Linked DNA regions of Mus musculus: region 1 is linked to region 2. A link is a contact called in public promoter capture Hi-C data. All regions are on one chromosome and are shown on one strand. Each heading gives the region's core, a stretch centred on a gene start, on an enhancer-like site or on the middle of the called end of the contact. The rest is flanking DNA. Distances are from core to core; before and after follow the strand shown.

Region 1 (5,285 bases), core at 558-3,057, 2.4 Mb after region 2:
CTGCGTCCTTGGCTGCTCTTCTGCCAGTGAGATGGCTATATTTGTCCCTGGAGTCATTGGCAAAGTTCACCTCCACGGGTCGCTTCTGGGCTGCCTCCTCCTCCTGTTTCCGAGCCAGCTCGTTCCACTTCTCCTCAACCTTTTTGGATTTCGTCTCCATGATCGTCAGAGCATAGCTCTTCAGCTGATGGTGCAAACTCCTCTTTGAAGATTATGGCATAGGGACAGTTTCTTCATGTGTCCACTGTCTAGTATGAAATCAGACACCTTCCCTTTGTCATCTTTTTATATAACTCTACTTTTTGTTTTCTGTCTTGTGACAGCCAGCCCTAACCTAATGACATTACTGCCTGCTCTATCCTAGTCAGTTATTGACAATTCTCTCAGGATGCTCAGGCCCGAGTAATAATTTACACACACTTATACCTCCCTCCCCACAACACACCCATAGGCCTTGGCTGAAGAAACTTAATATGGTACTAGGCATCCCTCAAGGGCCCTAGACCTTTGCTGTAAATGCCTGTGAGATCCTAGAGGCCTGCAGGTGAGATGAGAATGGGAAAATGGTGTTCCTGCTGTGAGGTATTTAACTGCTGCAGCAGTCTTGGGTTTACAGTTTCTTCTAGCTTGCTGTCCAGCCTTGCGCCTACTAGTCATCCAGGCTGGGTGGCTTCTCCATGGAGGTCCGTGGTTCAAGTTTTAAAACGTGTATGTACTCACCAAAACGGAGCATTAGAGATAGTTTGGATCAAAATTTCTGTTATGTGAATTAAAATTTCCTCTTTGACACAGCATACATACAAATCGGAATATTTACTTTTTACCCAGCAGATTCAGCATTTCTATTGAAGAAAACCCGTGTGATGATAGGCCATGGCAATTGAATGCCTTAAAGCAGAGATAAAAATTTGGTATTCAACACTTTCAAACTCTCCAGTATTTGTATAAAAGATGCCAGACCAAGGATACTCAAGACCATACTCAGAATACTTTGTGGTACAACTTGTTGGCATCCCAACGCGCACTCTCATATTCTTGTCTGGCAGTCTGGCTCTCTATGGTCCCTTCTATGCTGGACTCTATTTGGGGACAGATGCAAATCAGGGTTTCCTGCCGTGGCTTCTCCTAGAGAGACTTTCTAGCCTTGGTCCTTGCTCTTCCCAGACACTGTCACTTGGCTCACTGTACTGATTCTTTGCTTCACTGACCTCAGTTGAAAAACAGAAAAGAAAATGATGAGTCTATCAGGAAGAAGAAGAAGAAGAGGAAGAGGAAGAGGAAGAGGAAGAGGAAGACGAAGAAGAAGAAGAAGAAGAAGAAGAAGAAGAAGAAGAAGAAGAAGAAGAAGAAGAAGAAGAAGAAGAAGAAGAAGAAGAAGAAGAAGAAAGCAACAGGTGTTAAAAATGAGGATAGAAATGAAGACCATGAAGAAACCAGCATGTATCTTTGGTTAAAACAAACAAACAAACAAACAAAACAACAAATGTAGAATGTCAATATTTTTTAAAATACATTTCGAAAGCAGATGCTTGCTCTGCTCTGACTCTGGGGATCAGACTCTGAGGCCGAGTGCGGATACTGCCCAGGTCACTTCCAACGAGGATTTAAACAGCGTTCACATCTGAGCTTGGAAGGGTGTGGTTGTTTGTGGCTGGAGTAGTTACACTGAAGGGAAAACTTCTTAGACTTTGTGAGGGTAAATGTAAGAGGGACCCGAGGGGCATGTGTACCCCAGTACATGTGTACCCCAGTATGCTCACAGAAGCTTTCTTACAGCACAGCCGGAGTCTGTGGAGAGCAAAGTCAGCTTCCGTTTTAGGAAGGAAAAGGCAGGAAGTGGTGAGTAAGCAGGTGGCCAGTTTGTTAGAACTAAGAAGGCTGATTACTTCCCTCTGCAAATTCTCCCGAATATAGACTAAGAATTTCTCAGAGTCTGTAGGCTTAAAGCATGGAACATCTCTGTGGGATCTCGGGCATTACAGGTTCCTGGAGAGCAATGACTTGTTACAGCTTGGCTCTCTGTGTTAGTGCTGTCCTAGCTCACAAGGAACTGCCTCACCTCTTTGAAAGGAGGTTTTTAATCAATAGGAAAAACAATTTCCACTGGCATTAGGAGCACATCGACCCGTCTTTGAGAATATCACTTGTCCCTGGTACTTGAATGTTGTTGGCCACAACACACTTCAGAAGAAGAGAGTCCAGCGACCCGGAAGGATGAAGGTCAAATGCTGGGATCTGTGAATAAGGGACTAGCGAGACATGCTGTCTATAGCAGTAGAAACTACTTTAGTAGTAACTGATCTCTTTAACTAGTTACCACGGATCTAAATGCAGCAGTAAAAAGAACTTTATGAGTCTATAAAGTGGGAGAGAGTCTGATCATACAAGCAAACAAATCCTACTTTATCACAAAAGTCACACTGAGTTCAGCTGCCCCACAATAATGTTTCTGGTTATCCATGGACTGGGTCTCAAAATTTGTAGGAATAAGTTTCAAAATTTGATTATGTGAAATTGAAAAATCCTCCATGTATCAATCAAAATATATTATGCCATTATGCCTTAAATATTTTTGACAACTTTGTTTTATTAATAGTGTATATATTTTTTTTCCCTTTTTTTTTTTTTAATGGCAAAAAGAACACACAAAATTTGTTGCATGTCCGAGGCAGGGGAGAATTAGACTCTTACATAGTATTTCTTGTGACAATATCATTAATTGCTTTTGGAATGCATTTTGTCTAGACTTTCTCAGTGAGTGCTTCACAGACAACTAAGTAAATATTTAGGGCTGTAGCCCTCAAGATGAGGTGTAGAAGCCCCCGTGAATTCTAGAAATCGTTTGAGGGGGTCAGCTGAGGCACTAGCCTTTTTAACTCTCATTCTCTCATGAGTGCAAAGGGAAGTTTCCCAGAGGACACAGGTCATGGGAGACCTCCTCAGAGAATTCAGAAGCAGACTTGGGAAGCTCATTAATCTTAGCTGTCCATTAAGTCAGTACTGGTAAGACTTATAGAAACACAAAAGGAAGGGACGTTCTTCTCAAGCTTTTATTCTGGAAAATAGACCTTATTTTATTTTCATGCTTCTTAGAGTATGTGTAAAGAAAAAGAAATATTCTGAATTCTTTTCAGTTTTAATTTCTTTCTTTTTAAAATTTTTTTCAAATTTATTTATTTAATGGATGAGTGCTCTGTTTCATATATATCTGCCTGCCTGAAGATGGAATCATATCCCCCTAGAGATGGTTGTGAGCCACCACGTGGTTGCTGGGAATTGAACTCATGACCTCTGGAAGAGCGGCCAGTGCTTTTAACCACTGAGTCATCTCACCAGCCCCAGTTTTAATTTCTTATATGGTATACAGAAAGGTACTTAGGAAGAAACAGCCTTCAGTAGAAAACTTGAGGTTTGTGCTGGTTAGGTTTTTTTGTTGTTGAGTTTTTATTTTTATTTTATTTTTATATTTTATTTTATTTTATTTTATTTTATTTTATTTTATTTTATTTTATTTTTGTCAACTTGACCCAAACTGGAGTCATTAAGGAAGAGATAACATCAGTGGAGGAACTGCCTGTATCAGATTAGCCTGTGGGTATGTCTGTCAAGCTTTTTCTTAGTGGTTGATTGATGTGGGAGAGCCAAGCTTAACTGTGGGAGGTGCCTTTCCAGGGCACATGGCCCTGAGGCAGATAAGAAAGCAAACTGATCAAATCACAGGAGCAAACCAGTAAGCAGGACTCTGTCTATAGTCTTGGCCTCAGCTCCTGCCTCCAGGTTTCAGCTTGAGTTCTTGCCCTGGCTTCTCTTGACGATGGACTTGCAAGACATAATAAGTCTTTTTCTTCCAAGTTACTTCTGATCACGGGGTATATCTTGACAATAGGAAGCAAACGAGGACAAGGGTCTCAACTGTTAAGAGTGACATACTTTATGAGAGTGGATACTTTATAAGGTGTCCCAGTGGTCAAAAAGTTTTAAGATATGAACGGTAAACATTGTGGCATTGGGAGTGTTTTATTACAACACATTTTGTACACTTCCTTTGGAACATACTTTATGACTTACAATCACACACTCCTGTACGTCCTTAGCAGAAATTTGTATATTCTCTTAGAGACATATATACAAATATTCACAATAATCTTAGTAGTATCAAACTGGAAGCACCTTACATATCCATTAGTTGTAGAACCAATTTCACACATGCAATCATATAAGCAATTGCATTGAAATAAAAGCAAAACAAAGCCAGGCAAAAGCCTCATGCCTGGTTGATAAGCACCATAAAGAACTCCAAGGGGGTGCTTATCATAAAACTCAGGACAGTGGCTACCTTGGCAAGTAGGTGGGTGAAGCAAGCAGAGAGTTCATAGGAAAACTTTCTCGTTTGCTAGTAATGTTTTTTGGCCTATGGGACAGTGCTTGGTGGTGCTTGGTTTGTGATAATTTGTGCTTCCATTCTCTGTATTATATTTCACAATATAGAAGGCACAAACGCCTCTCTTTCTATGCTCAGAGATACTGAGCATCCCTGAAGACCAGTAATGAAAATAAGCACAGAAAATAATTTGATATATGTTTCAGAAGTTAATCTTATTAGAATGTTCTAGTGCCTTCACTTAAAAGAAATGCTCTAATTCAAGGGCAGGAGCTCTCCTTCTTCCATGCATCAGGGTCTACCATTGTTTCTCTGTGTGTAAGTTTCTTTCTACTGGGTTCCAAGTTATCATTGAGGCTGGATGTCCCAGGACCCAAAGGAGTGGATTCCCCTGATATGGCTTTCCTAAATGTGAGGCTTTGTTTTCTGTGGTATCAGAAGCATCTCAGTGGACCAGGCTTCATGGGAAACACCCACTCCTCTTCGAAACATGAAATAAATTTCAGGTCACTATGCCTGGAACATTCTTCTGTAAGGGGATTTTGTAGTGGGAACTCATCATTGAGGTCACCTGCGTCCAGCACTGTCACAGTGTTTTTATTCTCCACATAGATCCTGGCTCTTAACTAACCTGATTGTGCCATATAGGAGACACTCTTGTGTGTCACAGCCCTTCATAGTAAATTATGTACATGTTTCACAACTGCTTGGCTACCTGTATATTTTCATGAGAGTATACGGTCTCAAGTACATGTTAAGTGGTTTTTCTACTGGCTCATCAGTTTAGTTACATCAAGGTTTGAATCATCCAGGATAAAGATTGTATTACTCTACTGGTGTTAAATAATTTATAAATTTGGCCAGAGTTGACAAGTTGAGGCGTGTCTAGACTTTAACTTGAACA
Region 2 (5,717 bases), core at 1,346-3,845:
GCAGTCTGGATTTGGCAGATTAGCTGCCTTTTCCGAGAGTTGGGGGTCCTTTTTGAAACAGTGTGTCTGGGGTAAACAGTCTACTTGTTAGTCTGGAGTTGTTCAGGGTCCTCGCTCCCATCCCTAGAGTAAGGAGCTCAGAACTGTGAAGAGATCGTTGCTACTGTAGCAACTGGGCTAACTCTACTCGACTCCAGGAACAGCAAGTAACCAGCAGGCTTCAGGAGTGCTTCCGGGTTCCCTGGCTGCAGTGACAGGTTCGGAGATGAACATGTGACTTCTTCCGAATCAAGGAGAGTCAATGAGAGATATTCTGAGACTCATGGGGCCAGTGCTGGCTTGTATTGCAGTACACTAGGAACACGGGGAAGGGGTGACTGAGAAGGAAGCTAATTCAGAAAGAGCTAGAAGGAAGCCTGAGACTTAGAGAGCACAGAAACCACAAGCAATGATGATGTAGGCTAGGATGTAGGCTCCCAATTCAAAAAACAAAAACAAACAAAACAAAACCAACAGCCTCTTCAAAAACTAAAAGAAAAAAATAAACAAAACCACAAAGCGGCTAGAATTTAAACGCTGATTGTCTATTTAATGGCATGAAGATAGCCCTGATTTTAGATTCGATGTTATTGTAACTGTTATATTTTACAAGGAATCCTGAGGTTTTAGAGATTTGTACTACAATATTTGTGAATGAAATGACGTGTCTGGATTAGTGTTAAAGTAACAGAGAATGAAGGCAGGTGGGTCAGGGGCAGGAGAGACCAAGCGGTTCCGAGGCTGGGTTTAAAGGTGAGCCAAGACCGCACGTTAGGGTTGTACACCACCATGCTTGCTTTTCCGAGAAAAACAGGCAAGGGAGAAGCAACAAGGCCGATGGCTCATTCCCGTCTTCATCCACCAGAGGCTGTAGGAGGGGTTTGCTTGATTCATTACCAACCTGCTAGGATGTGGAGTTAAGGAAAAGTTCGTTTGTTCATCTCAAAATAATGTCTTGGCTTTTGGATAAAATGGGACACTGAAGTCTTTTCTGTAATAGTCGAGGATGTAGGTAGTCCTTTCTAGGAAAGGATTAAAATTACTGAAAGGGATACTAGTGACTGAAATCAGATACTTTAGTAACTGTGGCAATAGAATAAATAAATAAACAAATAAATAAATAAATTTCTAACCAGTGAGCTAAGAAACAAGAGGCAAAACAAACAAACAAAAAAACCTCCAAGAAGCAAAAAGAAACAGGTGAGAAGGTAATGAGACGCCTTACTTACTAACACAGATGGCTCAGGCCTGGTGGGTGGGGCCCGCCTTTTGCATTGTCTACTTCTCTGCCAGGATGACCCTTAATATACACGCTCAATCTACTGTCACTCCTGGGCCAGGCTTAACTCACCCAGATCCAACTCTGGGCTAGAGCTATAAACTCCCAAGAAGACGTCATCATGTTTGAAGCCATTTCTGAAATGCGGGCATTGACTAGGCATTTTTGGGCACGCGGCCAGTGACATCAAGTCTTCTCCCTCCTGGAGTCATAATATTAATAACTTCAGTCCTGGAGGTGACTCCGCAGCTGGGAGATGCTATGGTAGACAGTTTCGGTTTAGACACTCAAAAGAAATCCATGGGCTCAAAGCCTCGGTGGCTTCTCAATGATAGCAAGTGAAGTCTAAGTTCCTCCATGCTGAGCGAGGCTGTGGGGGCCGACCCTCCCCTGCCAGCGTCACCAGGACTTGCTTCTCCTGCCCTTCCTGCCTTCTCTGTGTTCTCCCTCTTCTGAGCCTGCTGAATTCTCCCCTAAGTGCGCTCCTTTCTTGGCTGTCCACCTCACTCACGGCAGGCATTATTGACACAGTCTGCTTCCCCCGATACAGTGGCCACTATGGCTGAGGGCAGGGACTTTGTCTTGTCTATCACTGTCTTCTCAGCTGTTCCAAACAGTAACTGACACACCACAGAGCTTATAAAACACACGAGAAAGGGCACCGGGGGACCTCCCAGCTCCAGGTTAGAACATCACTCATCTTATTTCTTTGTAGGAAAAAAAATGTTTTTTGTTGTTGTTGGTTTTTTTTTTTTTTTTTTTTTTTTTTGTAAATGGAAAGCCCATGCCTGTGCCCTTTGAGAGCACCCTCTTGTTTTCAGTAATGTCATAAAACTGTGAAAATTTTCCAGTTGATCACCAACTTCCAGCACAAGTGTCTCCAGGGGAAACCCATACAAAACAGAGAATGGTTTCTTACAGCCCAAGGAGCAAACTACTGGAAAGTCCCCCTCCGCATCCTGCCATGTCTGGTCTCTGCACATATACCAGGAGTTGCTACTGACATGTGGCTAAACACACATTCCTTTTGGTTGCCTATTGATGGTTTGAAGACCGAATAAGGCCCTTACAGTTATTTCTAGGATGAGGATAATGGGCCTCTAGGTTCTTGCCAGCCTTCTCTGTAGCCCAGAGTTACTCCATGCCTTCTCTTGGAGGACAGAGCCATAAAGGCAGAGAAAGCCTTCCCTGGAATCCCAGGGACTAGGGTCTGACATCATGTCTCTAAACACTGCAGGAGAAGCACACTGACCCGAGATGCCCCTTGGAGTCCTCTGGCTGCTCGTGAGCCAGGCTTGGCTGGTGATGTCTCCTGAGAGAGGCTGACCCAGCTGCTCTGTGAAGACAGGAAACGGGGGAACATCTGCAGGTCCAATAATGAGTGGCTTTCCTGGGACAGTTTGCACTGTACCATATGAAAGACTATCCCATTCAGCACAGAACTGTCCCCTTCACAAGTTCTACTAGATACTTATGTAGGTGGGAAAATGCATATAGAGATCTTATACAGGACCTTAACTCCAGTGCATATGTAAATATAAAGTAAGTACATATGTTCCTTGACTTACAAGGTTGCAGTTAGACACAACAATGGTGTGACTACAAATAGCAGACACATATTGTGTGCCTCAAGAAGTTATAGGAAGGATTTGGGCGTTTTCATCATAAACAAATGGTGTTTGAGGAGAGACATGTCTAAATGATTTAAACATTACAGATATCTAGACATCTTTCCATTAATATGTATCTGTTAGAATGTTTTATGTATCAGTTCGAAAATATACTTTAAAGAAGAGTTGTAAATTACATGCAATCAACTAAACATCCCAGCTTAGAAACTAAATCTGCGGTGGCTCGTCGCTTGCTTCCCCTCACCCTTCAGAGGCTATCAGTGGGTTTGCTGCCATATCCAGGACTGTACCCAGGAGACTGGCAGTCAGAGCATGGTCGATGTTCTGGAAACATTGGTTGCACCTCCTTGCCTGACTTTCCAGAAATATAAATATTCCATCAGTGAAAAGGGTTCCTTTGTTCAGGTTGGGAGGGAAATGAGAAAGTTGTCAGAATAAAAAAAAAGAAAAAAGAAAAAAGAAAAAAGAATCAACGCTAACAACAAGGGTGGGGGGAAGCTGGGGGTGGGGGAGGGGTGCTGGAGAGATGGCTCAGAGGTCAAGAGCCCTGACTGGTCTCCCAGAGGTTCTAAGTTCAATTCCCAGCAACCACATAGTGGCTCATAACCATCTGTAATGGGGATTTGATGCCCTCTTCTGGTGTGTCTGAAGACAGGGACAGTGTACTCATATACATAAAATAAATTTAGGGCCTGGAGAGATGGCTTAGTGGTTAAGAGCACTGACAGCTCTTCCAAAGGTCCTGGGTTCAAATCCCAGCAACCACATGGTGGCTTATAACCATCTGTAATGGGGATCCGATGCCCTCTTCTGGTGTGTCTGAAGTGCACTTCCATATAATAAGTCAATAAATCTTTTTTTTTTAAAAAGAACTTCATAAAATAAATTTAAAAAATAATAAAGCTGGCTGGTAGTGGTGGTACACGCCTTTAATCCCAGCACTTGGGAGGCAAAGGAAGGCGGATTTCTGAGTTCGAGACCAGCCTGGTCTACAGAGTGAGTTCCGGGATAGCCAGGGCTACACAGAGAAACCCTGTCTCGAAAAACAAACAAACAAACAAACAAACAAATAATAATAATAATAAAGCTGAGATGTTATAAAGGGATGGTAGGAAACCACGTTGCCCGACAGCAACCATTACACGTGGGTTGACCAGAACCACAGCACGCACAGGGGTCACAGCAACGCTGCAGAAAAAGGACTTCTCCAAGGGCATCTGCCCAGTATCTTCCAGCCTCAACTGAAGCTACTCTTGTTATCAACCACAGTGGCCAGAATATTGTTTCAAAATATCTGATATTGATCCTCACTTTGGGCTTTGAAGGCTCTGCCTTCAAAACCCTTTGACCACACCCACAGTTCACTATCACAACCCACCCCCCCTTCAGTGGTCTGTTATTCTCAAATAAATATCAGTTATTGTTCTGAGAATCTGTCCTTGTTTTAAAAAAAAGTTTGATGAGATTTTTATCAAAAGCTTGTCACCACTTTTAGCAAACAGTGTGCCCAAGGCCGCTGATAACCAGTCTCTAAAGTCTCTAACTAGAGTTCATTACAGAGGTCGCTGTGGAATCCACAGAGAATCCACACACAGATGCAGAGGCCTGACCACTGGCTCTGTGTGTTGTGCCTCCTCTCCCACCCAAGATGATGTACTTGATCACATCCAAACTAAAGTTAGCCAGGTAGTAGTGGAGCAGGCCTTTAATCCTAGCACTCGGGAGGCAGTGGGCAGATCTCTGAGGTCAAGGCAAGTCTGGTCTACAGAGTGAGTTCCAGGAACAAAGGGGTTGCCACCCACAAGTTGAGAAACATACCTTAGATGCTCCTTCCTCTTTAAGTACTGTTTAATTTATCTGTTTGTTTGTTTGGGGTGTGTGTGTGTGTGTGTGTGTGTGTGTGTGTGTGTGTGTAGGTCAGCAACAACGTGCAGAAATTGTTCTTTGCTTCCACCATGTGGTCCCAGGGATCAAACTCAGGTTATCAATTTGATGGCAAGTGCCTTTACTGGCTAAGCCATCTAGCCAACACCCTCACACACAAATAAAAAGCAGTGGGACTTGGGAGGTGGCTCCGAGGTTACGGACACGTGCTCTTGCAGAGGACCCGAGTTTGGTAACAGTGTGCTCATGTGCATGAGCAGGAATGGGGGGGGGGCGTGCACGCACACACACACACACACACACACACACACACTCACACACGGCAGTGACGATATCATGTCACAGGACGTTCAGTACTTCTGTTCCTACAAACCAAGAGCATCATGTGTTTAGCTAGAAGAGAAGGCAGAAGGACTCCAAGTCCAAGCAGGGTCAGGGCAAGAGGAGAAGACAGGGAGAGCCAGGACCTCAAAGTTAGAGGCTTATCTAGTAGAGGAAGCTTTGGTGACCAAGAGAAGCATGGGGCTGGGTCAAGTTGTGGGCAGAGAGAGGTGGAAGTGATGTTGGCATAGTCTGTCACACCGGCTTTGACAACCATCTGTGCGCTGTCAGAATATAAGTGCCACTCAGAAGCCAAGAGTAGGGCCCAGGTCGAGTTCTGTCTGTTGTTTCATTTTATTTTGGTTTGTCTGTCTGTCTGGTTTTTTTATTGTGTTGTGGTGGGGATAAGACAGGAAGAGAGTGTTTAAATTGTTTTTTTTTTTTTTCCTTCTCTTCTGCATGCCGCCATATCTTCCTGGAGGTAGCCTAGGGAATACGATCCATGTGGTTTTTATACTGCTTGGTATTTTGTTATCCTCAAAGCTGTCAATATTTAATTGTAG

Evidence for each region. Promoter capture Hi-C pulls out the DNA fragments that hold promoters and counts their contacts.
Region 1: a promoter capture Hi-C map of pre-B cells shows a contact between it and region 2, with 3 times the contacts expected there. The contact joins two enhancer-like sites. A contact is called at or near these places in 2 of 39 promoter capture datasets (hippocampal neurons and pre-B cells).

The regions. Positions count from the first base shown.
Region 1 is chr2:75,822,139-75,827,423 of GRCm38.p6, forward strand. The region is part of intron 1 of Gm34861 (a long non-coding RNA gene); the gene reads right to left. Among named protein-coding and RNA genes, the nearest start is that of Agps, 7.4 kb to the right of the region's middle. Within about 2 kb of position 1,808, at least 102 of the 459 cell types and tissues checked have an H3K27ac peak or open chromatin away from gene starts, as enhancers often do. A contact at or near this core is called in pre-B cells, where this site is marked.
Region 2 is chr2:73,457,741-73,463,457 of GRCm38.p6, forward strand. The region is part of intron 1 of Wipf1 (WAS/WASL interacting protein family, member 1); the gene reads right to left. Among named protein-coding and RNA genes, the nearest start is that of Wipf1, 69 kb to the right of the region's middle. Within about 2 kb of position 2,596, at least 36 of the 459 cell types and tissues checked have an H3K27ac peak or open chromatin away from gene starts, as enhancers often do. A contact at or near this core is called in pre-B cells, where this site is marked.